Linked DNA regions of Sus scrofa: region 2 is linked to region 1. The links are chromatin contacts, called in public promoter capture Hi-C maps. All regions are on one chromosome and are shown on one strand. Each heading gives the region's core, a stretch centred on a gene start, on an enhancer-like site or on the middle of the called end of the contact. The rest is flanking DNA. Distances are from core to core; before and after follow the strand shown.

The links. Promoter capture Hi-C pulls out the DNA fragments that hold promoters and counts their contacts.
Region 2: a promoter capture Hi-C map of fetal skeletal muscle shows a contact between it and region 1, with 4 times the contacts expected there. The contact joins the promoter of MTMR1 here to the promoter of IDS in region 1. A contact is called at or near these places in 1 of 5 promoter capture datasets (fetal skeletal muscle) and 1 of 2 datasets of contacts at active chromatin or transcription factors (alveolar macrophages).

What each region holds. Positions count from the first base shown.
Region 1 is chrX:121,593,813-121,599,720 of Sscrofa11.1, reverse strand. IDS (iduronate 2-sulfatase) reads left to right here and starts at 3,196. Exons shown (of 9, transcript XM_021080477.1): 1 at 3,196-3,463; 2 at 3,841-3,977; 3 at 4,577-4,754. The coding sequence starts at 3,367.
Region 2 is chrX:122,391,300-122,397,306 of Sscrofa11.1, reverse strand. MTMR1 (myotubularin-related protein 1) reads right to left here and starts at 2,539. Exons shown (of 17, transcript XM_013991042.2): 1 at 2,287-2,539; 2 at 2,221-2,284. The coding sequence starts at 2,386.

The DNA.
Region 1 (5,908 bases), core at 1,947-4,446:
CATATGGTTGTTGGATGAATCCATTTTCTCAGGGTTCTAGGACAGAGTTCTCTTGGCTTCTTCCTGGCTATTGGCTAGAGGCCACCCTCAGGTCCTGAAGGCCACCCACAGTTCCCTGCTCTGTGGCTCTCTTAGGGGAAGTTATAATATGGCTTCAAGACCAGCAGGAACTCTCGAGTACGCGCTAGCAAGATAGACTCATATCCAAGACATACTGTAGTCACAGCTGTGACATCCCATCTCACCTTTGCCATATTCTATTGGTTAGAGGCACAGGCTCAGAATTCCCACTGTGGCACAGTGGCTTAAGAATCTGACTGTAGGAGTTCCTGTCGTGGCTCAGTGGTTAATGAACCCGACTAGTATCCATGAGGACACGGATTTGGTCCCTGGCCCTGCTCAGTGGGTTAAGGATCTGATGTTGCTGTGAGCTGCAGTGTGGATCGCAGACGTGGCTCGGATCCCACATTGCTGTGGCTGTGGTGTAGGCCATCAGCTACAGCTCCGATTCAACCCCTAGCCTCGAAACCTCCATATGTTGTGGGTGCAGCCTTAAAAAGACAAAAAAAAAAAAAAAAAAAAAATTCTGGCTGCAGTGGCTCAGTTTGCTGCGGAGGTACAGGTTTGATCCCCGGCCTGGCACAGTGGGTTAAAGGATCTGGTGTTGCCACAGCTGTGGCTCTGATTCAATCCCTGGCCTAGAAGTTCCATGTGCTGTGGTTTCAGCCATTTAAAAAAAAAAAAAAGCACAGGCCGGAGCCACACCCACACCCACACCCACACCCAGTGGGAGGGGATTACACATGGGCAGGACTCAGGGGGCTCACCTTAGGGGTGTGTACACCACGGCTGTCGGTGAGTGCCAGTGCTCACCCTTGTTCAAATTTAAACTCTTCTAGAAAGACGCAGATGAGCCTGCATGCTCCAGGGCATCATAGCCCTCATGAGTGGTCTCTCCTACCTGGCCTTAGAGGCCCGGCTGTTGTGCAGAAATTCTCCGTGCCGCCCAGTCCCTCGGCACCAAGCCACAGGGTGCTTGAATCAGTGTTGGATCCGGTGCATTTGTCTTCACATCCGATGCCTTCCTCTGGAGAGGCTCTCTTTTTGACAAATCAGAAGTCCGCCTCTGTGATGGGCATCAGGTATTGCTGCTGTCCCACCTCCCGGTGGCTGGAGGGGGCGGGGAGGCAAGGACCAGTCTGCCTGCCTCCTGCCCGCACTGGACAGGCTGGCGCACAGGAAGCGTCCGCCAGAGAACAGCAGACATCTTTAGATGCAGGGACTGTGTGCGACTTTTGGCCTCATTCCCTTCTTTGATCAACCCTGGGCTTTACTGAATTATTATTATTATTTTTTTGTTTTTTAGGGCTGCACCTGCGGCATATGGAAGTTCCCAGGCTGGAGGTCGAATGGGAGCTGCAGCTGTCGACCTACGCCACAGCCACAGCAACGCCAGCTCCTTAACCCACCGAGTGAGGCCAGGGATCGAACCTGCGTCCTCATGGATCCTTGTCAGGTTCATTACCGCTGAGCCATGACAGGAATCCCCTACTGAATTATTTTTTAATTAATGGTGTTTTGATAAAGACAAGATTGCTATCATTTGGTCCTTAGTTCTTAAGCTTGCAGGAGGCAACTGTCGTGATGCCAAGGAAAGAGGAAATAAGAGTGATTTTCTAAATAGACACTGGGGTCCTTGTTGATGTCAGGCTCAGAGTTTCCTGAAACATTAAGGCCATTCTTTGGGGAGGGAAAAGCCACCCATACAAGGGAGGTGTCAGGATGAGGAGGAACAGCTGAGATGCCACCTGAAGCCTGGCAGCTTGGGTGCTTGTCTGGGGCTGGCCAACCGTGCGGGACTCAGGATGCTCTGGCCTGGGGAGGGCAGGCGGAGACCGCCCTTCCTGAGGGGACAGCAGCCAGGCTGTGGTGTGAACACCACCACCAACGCCACCCTTCTGGGACCCGAGGAAACAGCAAAGCAGATGCAGTGGCAATGGCAGCAGGCCTCAGACGAGGCCCACGCTCTGCACTGGCTATCAGCTAAGGAGCCTGCCTCTCAAGGAGAGCTGCCCTGCGCTTCCACGCCCCCAACGTGTGCCACATCAGGAGATTTAACCTCTTGGGGTGTTAATTTCTGGATCTGTAAAACCGGAAGGACAGCAGCATTTAGCTCACAGTGTTGGTGTGAGGAGAAAATTAGCATGTTGCCTGGGGTATAGGAAGCCCCCAATAACAATACTAATATTTCTGCATTCCCGCAGGCAAAAGCAGTAAGATCTCTAATCGGCCTGGTATTGTGTTAGCTTATTTCTTTAGGAGGCGGAGGGGGTGGGAGGGGTGAGTCAGAGACGGAGAGGGGATTGTCACACTTCCTGCCCAATCTTCAGCCCCAGGCAGACGGTGGTGACTGATTCTTGCCTGAGAATTCGCCTGAGAATTCTGACTCTCGCTCTTCCCACCGCCTACCTGCTCCCCATCTCCTGTTTCCTCGCCAGCCACACCAGCCTCTGTGCCAGCCGTGCCAGCTACACCAGCCTCTGCCATCGGCTAATACTGCCAAGCATGCTCTCCACAATGGCTGCTCCCTCACCTCCAAGTTTGTGTTCGAATGTCGCTTTACGAGCAAGGCCTTGCCTGGCCACCCCATAGAAAATAGCGTGAAACTCTCCGTGTGCCCCGCTCACCTCCTGTGTTAGTTTTCTCCAGAACACGCATGCCCACTGCCATTCAATGTTTATTTGGTCATTAATTGTGGGCGAGCTCCACCAGGGCGGGGACTTAGAACTCCAGAACCGCCAACAGTGCTTGGTATACGTATCTGGGGTACTCATTATGTATTTGTTGAACAAGTGCATAGAAAAGGGGTCCCTTTAGATGGAGGAAGGCAGGTTCTCATAGGGTCTCATTGAAGGAGAATGGCCTTTGGGCCGGTCTGCAAGGAAGATGTGAATTTTGTAGAGAGATGAGGGAAGGGAAGGGCTCCCAGGAGAAAGCATAGCAGGAGCAAAGGCAAAGAGGCAGGAAACCGCTGGTTCAGAAAAGTGCTTGCAAACTCAAACCAGAGACGCCTGGAAAGACTCGCAAAGGAGCCGTCCTGCTGCGGCGGCGCGCCCTGGCCGGACGGTGGGCGGGGCACCTGGGCGGGGCCGGCCCCGCCCTGGAGCCGCGGCCCCGCCCTCTGTGGCCCGGATTTCGCGCAGGCGCACTCGCGCCCGGGCCAGCGCCCGGGCCTGTGCGCCGGGCGGCTGCGGCTGCCTTGCGCGGTCCGCTGGGGCTGCCCACCCGAGGCTGGCGGCGGGGGCGGCCCGGCCCGCCTGCCCAAGCTTGTCATCGTTGTCCCGGAGCGGCCGCGCTGGGGCAAGAATGCTGCCGCCCGGCCGGGGCTTGCTCTGGCTTGGCCTGGTCCTGGGCTCTGCCTGCGCCTCCCTCGGATCCGCGGCGCCGGGCAGCGTCGCCACAGGTGCCTCCTGCGCCCTCGCCCACGTTGCGGGGCTCCCTCCCTTTTTCCCTGCCCACGTCCTCCCTTACCCGCTTCGCTCCCTCCTTCCTACAGTTCCTTCTTCCATCTCTCCCTCCCCTACCTCCCTTCCACCCACTTCCCTCCCTCCCTCATTCTCCCTCTGCCGTCCTGGTTTGAGGCCATGGCCAGAGCCTAACCCTGCCACCCAGGACTGGGGCTTCCTCTGTGCACCTACCCCCACCTTCCCTGGCTTGGCTGGCTCAGTTGTCAAGGTGGCTGGGGCCAGCTATGGGCCTCTGGGTACCCCGGCGCCCACCACGGGTGGGGGTTGGGTGTCGCTGCAGGTGATCTCACTGAAGCCCCTGTCTCGAGTGCAGATGCTCTGAATGTCCTTCTAATCATCGTGGATGACCTGCGCCCCTCCCTGGGCTGTTACGGGGACAAGCTGGTAAGGTCTCCAAACATCGACCAGCTGGCATCCCACAGCCTTCTCTTCCAGAATGCCTTTGCCCAGGTATGTGTGCGCACCTCGAGGTGTGGGTGTGCTGCCTCCTGCACCGAGGGTTGGGGGATGGCACCCACTGTGCCGGGCATCTCTTTATTAGAAGGGAGCATGGTCTGGGAAATGGTGGTTGAGAAGAACCTGGTTATTCACTGGCAAGGAAGCTTATGCCTTCACGGTGCTTCTCCTTGGGTAGAGGGTGGCATGCCATAGCCCGGTCCTGCCCAGCTTTCCTCCCCAAATGGGGGATTGCTGGGTGCTAAGGAGGGAGTGTTGCCATGGTGGCACTCCTCCCTGTGTCCCTTCCTGTGGCCACCCCCAGGATCCTTGCCTGCTCTGGGTACCCAGGAGATGCCATCAAGCAGAAGGGCACAGTCATCGGCTGGAGTGAGGGGCTGAGGGCGCCCCCCGCCCCCAGCCCCCAGCCTGGGGAGACTTCTTTCTTTTTGGCATCTGGGTGAGGCCCAAACCCTGCTGGATGGCTTGGAGAGCTGCCTGATGCAGCCACCCCAGCTCTTCACTGAGGACCTGGAGGTTGCCTGGTTACCTTTCAGCTCACAGACTCTTGTTTTCCTCTGAGGACGTTTCCTTCTGCTTCTGCTTCCTACTAGCAAGCGGTGTGCGCGCCGAGCCGCGTGTCCTTTCTCACCGGGAGGAGACCGGACACGACCCGCCTGTATGACTTCAACTCCTACTGGAGGGCGCACGCCGGGAACTTCTCCACCATCCCGCAGTACTTCAAGCAGAACGGCTACGTGACCGTGTCCGTTGGAAAAGTCTTTCACCCTGGTACTACTTGCCCAGCAGAGTCTGGGCTCTGTCCTGTTTTGTGCCTGAGTCCTGGGGTCCCCTCCTGGGGTCGGGGCTGTCTTTGCAGGGGCCTCTTGGGGAGAGTCACTGCCACCTTGGTACAGAATACTCCTCAGCTTGGCGGTGTGTTCTCACCCAAAGTGAGAAATGGCAGAAGGGCTTTTCTTCCTTCGGAATCCAGGTTCCTTTAGCTCCTCGGCTGGAAGGAAGGCCACTGGTGGGGGCACGGGCGTGGTGGCCTTGGCTGCGAGTCCAGCTCTGCGCCTGACCCTCTGTATCCAGGCTCCCTGGCAGTAAGGCGAGACCAGGGCAGCTATGCTGACTCGCCCAGCGAAGAGGCTGCAGTTTGGTGGCGGTCGCCTGCCTACTGTCTGAATTAGATCAGAAGGAGGAGGGTAAGCTGGGACCCAGGGTCCCTAGAAGTGCCAGGGGCCACCAGCCCTGACTTTCAGCACTGGTCAGCTGGCTCTCTTTAATGCCACAATGAGAATGCTGAAGCACAAACTTTAAACCTTTTTTTTTTTAACTTGAAGTAGTGCATGATTATTTGATGAAAAGTTTGGGGGGGAAGGAAAGTATAAATTGAAGAATATAAATTACATGTACGTGCACCACACAGAGGAGGGGGGCGTTTTGATGTCCCCATGTTCTGGGCATATTTTTTTCTGCTTCGAGCTTTTCCCGTATATACAGCTTTATGTCGTGAGTGTTTTAAACAGACATTTTCCCACATAGTTACTCTTCGTGCAACATCGTTTTTAATGGCAGCACAGTCGTCTAGCAGAGGTACTGGGGTTTAGTTCCCCCGGTTTTCAGGCCTCCCTGTCTGGCAGAGCGGGGCGATGAGCTGCTCCGGAGGCAAACTGAACCGCTCTGGGCAGTGGTGCCGGGAATTCGGGCCCCTGGGTTCCAGTCCCGGCTCTGCCACTTCTTGGCTGTGCGCTTGACCTTGACTTCCTTCCCAGGGCAGCCTCCCAGGGGTGCATGGAAGTGTGTAGAAAGCCCGAGCGCTGCGCCCACTAGCGCTTATCATGAGGGGCTACCAGGTGGGGCCCAGTTTTGAAGGCGAATCTGTCCGGAATCTTGTTGTGCAGCGAAAGGCCCGCGGGAGTAGGACTTTCTGCCGTCGGTGG
Region 2 (6,007 bases), core at 1,290-3,789, 800 kb before region 1:
GCCCGTGGTCTCCTGGCAGATCCTGGACCACTCGGCTCCCACCCCCAGCCCAGAGCGCACGGCCTCTGCCTGGTGTATGCGCAGACTTGAGCCCCCACCTCTTCACCGCAACGCCACAGTCTCAGCGAGGCTTCACCTGACCACCCTGCACAAAATGCCCAGCCCCCGCCAGGGTGCGCACCCAGCTCTCCCATCCCCTCCCGGCTGCCTCTCTCCCCTGGCACCCATCACCATCTCACACGGAACTCATCTGACTCGGGGTTTTTTTTGTCTCTCTCCCACTAAACAGCTGCTCCACGAGGGCAGGGATCCGGGCGTGCATGTTCCCTGCTGTATCCTCAGGCCCAACACAGTGCCTGACAGAGAGCAGAATAAATGACTGAGAGATGAGCATTTGTAGAACTTTCTTAACCTAATTCAATGAGACCTCCCCACCTTCAGGCCCTAAGCAACACTACTGCGTGGAATGGTCCTCCAGCGCCTACCCTATCCTGTAGCTCACCCGCTGCAAAGCCTCTGGTGGCCCCCACAGCCAGGGCAACCATATGTATAATTTCTCATCCAAACCAAGACACTATTGTGAGTGGCAGAAGGACGCTATTGATATTACGCTGGCCCAACCAGTAAACCAGGACCATCCTGGGCCGAGGAGACTACATGGCCCACCCTTGGAGCTAAGGTGGTTGTCAAAAATGCGGAATTTCAGGCTCCACCCCAGAGGGGGCAGCTGACATTTAGGCTGGTTATAAAGAGCCTTGCGAGAAGTATGGGCCCAGGAGACAAAGACACAAATCCTTGGCAGGCACACAGGCCCCTTCGGGATCTAGCCCCTGCCTCCAGGGGCCAAAAAATATCCCCTGCCCCCCAAACCCCCCCACTTCCACAAAATAAAGCAAGTACGCCACCTCCATGTATGTACCACAGTGCAGTGGATCCCAGCGGAGGCTGTGGGGCCTTTCTGAAAACGTCTAACTCCTGGCCCTCACCCCAGCCTCCTGAAGCAGAAGCCCCAGGAGCGGGCTCTGGCCACCCGGAGTTCTTCAAAAGCGTCTCAGGTGATTCCCACGCAACCGCATCCAGAGCAAACCTCCACCCTGGCTCCGACCACATTTGGTTCCCATTGCTCCACTAGATGCTAAGCCAGAGAGCAAAAGCCTGCGAGTCCCCAAGCCCCCATACATCGCCCAGTATCACTTTCATCCGAGTGAAATCCTGGCCATTCCATGCGCTGTCTTAGCTGTGACTGATTTTCAGCAAAGCTGACCACTTGGGTAGGTACCTTATTCAAACACACTGGAATTACACAAAGGTCGAAACAAAGGGAGTGTTTCTTGTTGCTCCTGTGCCTCTGGAAACTCCCGAAAGTTCACCCCATTGGTATGACTAAGGCAAGCAGGAATCAACACCTCGAACTGACCCGAGGCTGTCACAACAGTGTCCCTTGCCTAATTCCACTCTAGCGTCAGCGAAACGGCCAAGGTGTGGGAAAGCTGCATAGTCTAGGCTGTGGGATCACCCATCCCTCGTCCTCGGAGCGGCAGGGGGGCCTTCCCAGTCGGATATGGTCCCTTTACGCTTCGAACTGCTGGATCTCAGTTCTCAGTCCTCTGGGCTTTACGTGTTCGTGAAAACAATGAACCAGTTCCTTCAAAGTGTGAGGAACTGAAAGTAAACCGCGGTGTGTTCTCGCATCGCAGCGGTCTCAAACTTTTCCATCGCAGCTTTTCAAAGAAGGGTACCTTGGCCTCCACCTGCACCAGCTCCGGCACCGGCGGGGTTCCGCCCCCCCCCCAGCGCCCCCTCCCCACGCCCACAGTGGGGACCCCAAGCAGCGGCGGGGTTTGCATCTCCAGACCACACAGGCCAGGACACACGCCAAAAGGGGGGAGCCGGGGTGAGACCTCCTCCCAAACGATTCGGGGCCGGGCCGGAGGCCGCTGAGGAGGCTACAAGGGGCAGTAGGAGGGGGCGCGGGGCACCGTTTGACAGCTGCGAAGCCCCTCGGGGTGCCCGGCGCGACGCGGGAGGGAGCCAGATGCGGGGCCCGGGCACCGGGCGGGGGTTCGCGGGGCTCGGGAGGGACTGGAGGGGACGCGGCAGGGGGACGCCCCCGCTCGGCCTCGGCCTCGGCCTGGCGCGCGGGGAGGGGGCGGCCGGGCCTCGCGCGGGGCCCTAGGGAGTCGGGGCGCGGGAAGCCGGGGCGGCCGGGGCCCTGCTTACCTGTCCAGGGTCTCCACGCTGGGCTGCCGGGAGCCGGCGGCGGGGCCCCCCGCGACCCGAGGGGCCTCCTGCCGCCCGCCGGCCCCGGGCCCAGGCCCCCGCCGCCCTCGCCGCCCGCTGCCGCTGCCGCTGCCGCCGCCGCCGCCGCCGCCGCCGGCCTGTCCATGGCGCGCCCCGCCCGGCGCCGCCGCCGCCGCCGCCGCCGGGAAGCCGCAGTCGGGAGGGGAGCGGCGCCCCGGAAGGTCCCGCCGCGCGCCTCCCGCGGCCGCGATCTGCCGCTCGCCCGGCTCAGGCAGCCGCCGCCATTAGCTGTCACCTGGCGGCCCCGCGTTACCCACAAGGCCGCGCGCGCGGGGGCGGGGGCGGGGGGCGGTGCGCGGCGCGGAGCCGGGTCCCCCCTCCCGCCCCGCCCCGCCCCGCCCCGCCCGAGCCCCACCTGGGCAAAGGCCCGCGGGCGGGGGATGTGCGGCAGGTTCCCAGCCACTTGGGGTCGACAAAGGGATCGAAATCGACAAACAAACGGAATATGCAGAACGTGCTTTGCTCAGGAAGCTACCAGATTGTCTATAGAGATGCAGGGTTTAAAAAAAAAAAAGTTTAGGGAAATGCAAAGATTGAAAATGACTAGTTTTCCCTCAGTTGTCCGTCCTTCCCAGAAAAGGTGTGGGGTGCGAGAAGCCCAGCCTCCCTGGGCGTCCCTGATCGTAACATCTCCCACCCAGAGCAATCCCTTACGGTTCAGCAATCCCTCCCACTCCGTTCTACTCCCCACGCTCCCACGAACCCACCTCCCTGCGGTCTTTAGGGCAACCAAGGCTTCTGATGCCGCCCTCAGACTTCCGCCCTTGGTTCATATTAAGAATAACATTTAATTTCCGTGGGCTGGGTCACCACTGTGAAAAGCAAGGCAATATCTGACGACAAAGGCATTTAGGCCACTTGGTTCCGGGATCATATTTCTTTCCCCGCTCACTTTGTTGGGGTTTGCCTATGCAACCGCTCAGGCACTCTCAACTCACCCCTGATTTAGTTGGGGACGTGGATGGGAGTGGCAACTACGCCCCTTCGCCTGTGGTTGCCCTGGGTATGGACAGCCGACCTTTAACCCGAGTCTGGCCAGTGAAATATAAAGGGAATAGTTCGCTTTCTGATAAAAGGCAGATCTGTAGACAAGGAGTTACTAGTTCTCATTCCAAAGCCATCGTACCCTCCCGGCTTCCTAACTTCCACCTGAACTGTGAGGACTTGATGCCTGAAGCCCCAGAGGCCATCATAACGCCGGGGAGGGGGAGAGTCTGGGATGCAAGGGTGACAGGGTGAGGAGAGCTGGAAGGAAGGAAGGAAGGAGGGAGGGGAAGAGCCCCAGACACACTGGAGTCCCACGTCTTGCAGGCTTCTGGTTTTCCAAAACTTATGAAATCGAATGTGTAACCCACTGCTGTAGAATGTTTGTGTCTCTGCCCCACCTCCTCAAGCTTTAGATGTTGAAGCCCTAACCTTCGAATTGGCATTGAGAGGTATTTGGACGTGACTCCTTTGGGAGGTGATTAGCTCATAAGGCTAGGACCCCGAAATGATGGGCTTCGTGCCCTTGTAAGGAAAGGCCATGTGAGGACGCGGCGAGAAGGCAGCTGTCTGCAAGCCAGGAGGAGGGCTCTCACAGCACCGAACCCTGCCAGCACCTTGCTCTTGGACTTGCCAGCCTCCAGAACTGGGAGAAAATAAAAGTCTGTTGTTTAAGCCCGCCGGTCTGTGGTATTTCGTTGAGGCGGTCTGTGCGGAGACACCCACTTTTGGTCCAGCACGTTGTTAGAAGGAGCCGCGGGCATCCTAAGCGCCCTGAGCTTTGCCAGAAAGAACATGCTGGCATTGTCAGCATGTTTTAAGTCCCATTCTCTTCAAGGAGGATTTAGGCCAAAGAGGAATTCACTGTGACACTATTACACTTGCGATTCCCTCAGCAAACTTTGGGCTAATGGAACAGAGACAGACTCTGACGCGTGCCCGCCCAAGAGGTTCACCGCGGAGGGAAGGAGACAGATTAGCAATGACACCGCGGGGGCTCAGGGCCCTGGGAACGCCCAGCCCCAAGCCGTGGGAGAAGAGGGGGTTAGGAAGACGTCCTAGAAATGGTGACACAACGTTGAATCCTAAGGGGAGAGGAAGGCTTGGATCGGGTGAGGAAGCCACGTTGTTCTGGGCGGAAGGAACCGTTTTGGACAAATCTGCGGCGCCAGTTACACGGCTTGTTATGTGCGAGGGAACCCCAAGAAACTGAGTGTTGCAGCTCAAGATTAGTGAGAAGGTGGAGCAGAGGCCAGCAGGGCCAGGCCATAAAGCACCTGGCGCTGGACTAAGACGTTTGGACTTGGTTCGGGATTCTGATGCCTGCTGGCTCACTGCACCCCAAGACCTATTACCATATAGCCCCTCCGGGGGGTAGACTGAGCCTCCAAAGACCGCCGAAAGGACATCCCTCTCCCACATGCTCTTTTGCAATAGGATCTTGCCATGCCCACATCCAAAGGTGTGCTCTGTGTCCCCTCCCTTTGTGTGTGGACTGGCCGTGTGGCTCCTCTTGACCAGTAGAGTGTGCGAGAAGGATGCTAGGTAACTTCCAGGGCCAGCCCTTAAGGGACTTGCAACTTCTACCTTGGCTTCGGGGATTCGTCTTTCTTGGAACCCAGCTGCAGGCTGTGAGGAAGCCCCACCAGCCACGCAGAAAGGCCCCCGCCACCTTCCCCAGCCAGCAGGAAGTGAGGCCATTCCAGCGGCCCAGCCAACTCAATGTGAACCTAGAGATGTATTCCTTTGGCTGAGAGATTTTTGAGAACTGATAAATTGTTGTTTTAAGCCACTAGGTTTTGACGCCTTAACGGAGCATCCAAACACAGCTCTTGAAGTCCCGCCCCAGGGACGTCGTCCCCCATGTCAGCACCCTTCCACACGCAGCGCAGCAGGAACTCCACGCCCAAACCCTCCTGTGAGCAGGTGCTTCACGCTAAGAGGTCGGCAGCCGTGAAGGATCTGAGATTTTCCCCTTAGGAGCGAGCTAACACTTTAGCCTGCCACTGCACCTGACACTCTGACAGACAACGTGAAGTCGCCAGTCAGAGACAAAGCAGCAAAAGCAGCAGCTGGGGCCATAGCTTGGCTTTATCCCCTGAGCCCCGATCTCCACAGGGTGCCATGCCCTTTTGCAAGGTGACCTGCAACTCCCACATTAAGAGGAGAATCCAGAGTTCCCGTCGTGGCGCAGTGGTTAACAAATCCGACTAGGAACCATGAGGTTGCAGGTTCGATCCCTGGCCTTGCTCAGTGGGTTAAGGATCCAGCGTTGCTGTGAGCTGCGGTGGAGGTCGCAGATGCAGCTCGGATCCCCAGTTGCTGCGGCTGTGGTGTAGGCTGGCCGCTGCAGTTCCCATTCGACCCCTAGCCTGGGAACCTCCATATGCCGCGGGTGCGGCCCTAGAAAAGATCCCCCCCCTCAAAAAAAAAAGAGGCGAATCCACTCCCCTCCTCTTGAACGTGGCCTGGCCCTGGGACCTCTTTTGATCCACAGGGGGAAGGTGGTGTCGGCACACGCCTCAGGGAGTGTCATAGCTGAGGACTCCCACATTTGGGAAACTCTGATCTTCTCTGGGACACAAGCACAGCTCCCCGGGGAGCGGAAGGGCGACATCTCTAAGCTCTACCATCTGGGACCACCTCCTTATACCCATTCCCTTAGTTTGGCGGTAGATTCGTTCGCTCAGAGGCCCCGGACCCGAGACAGCCGTGGAGGACT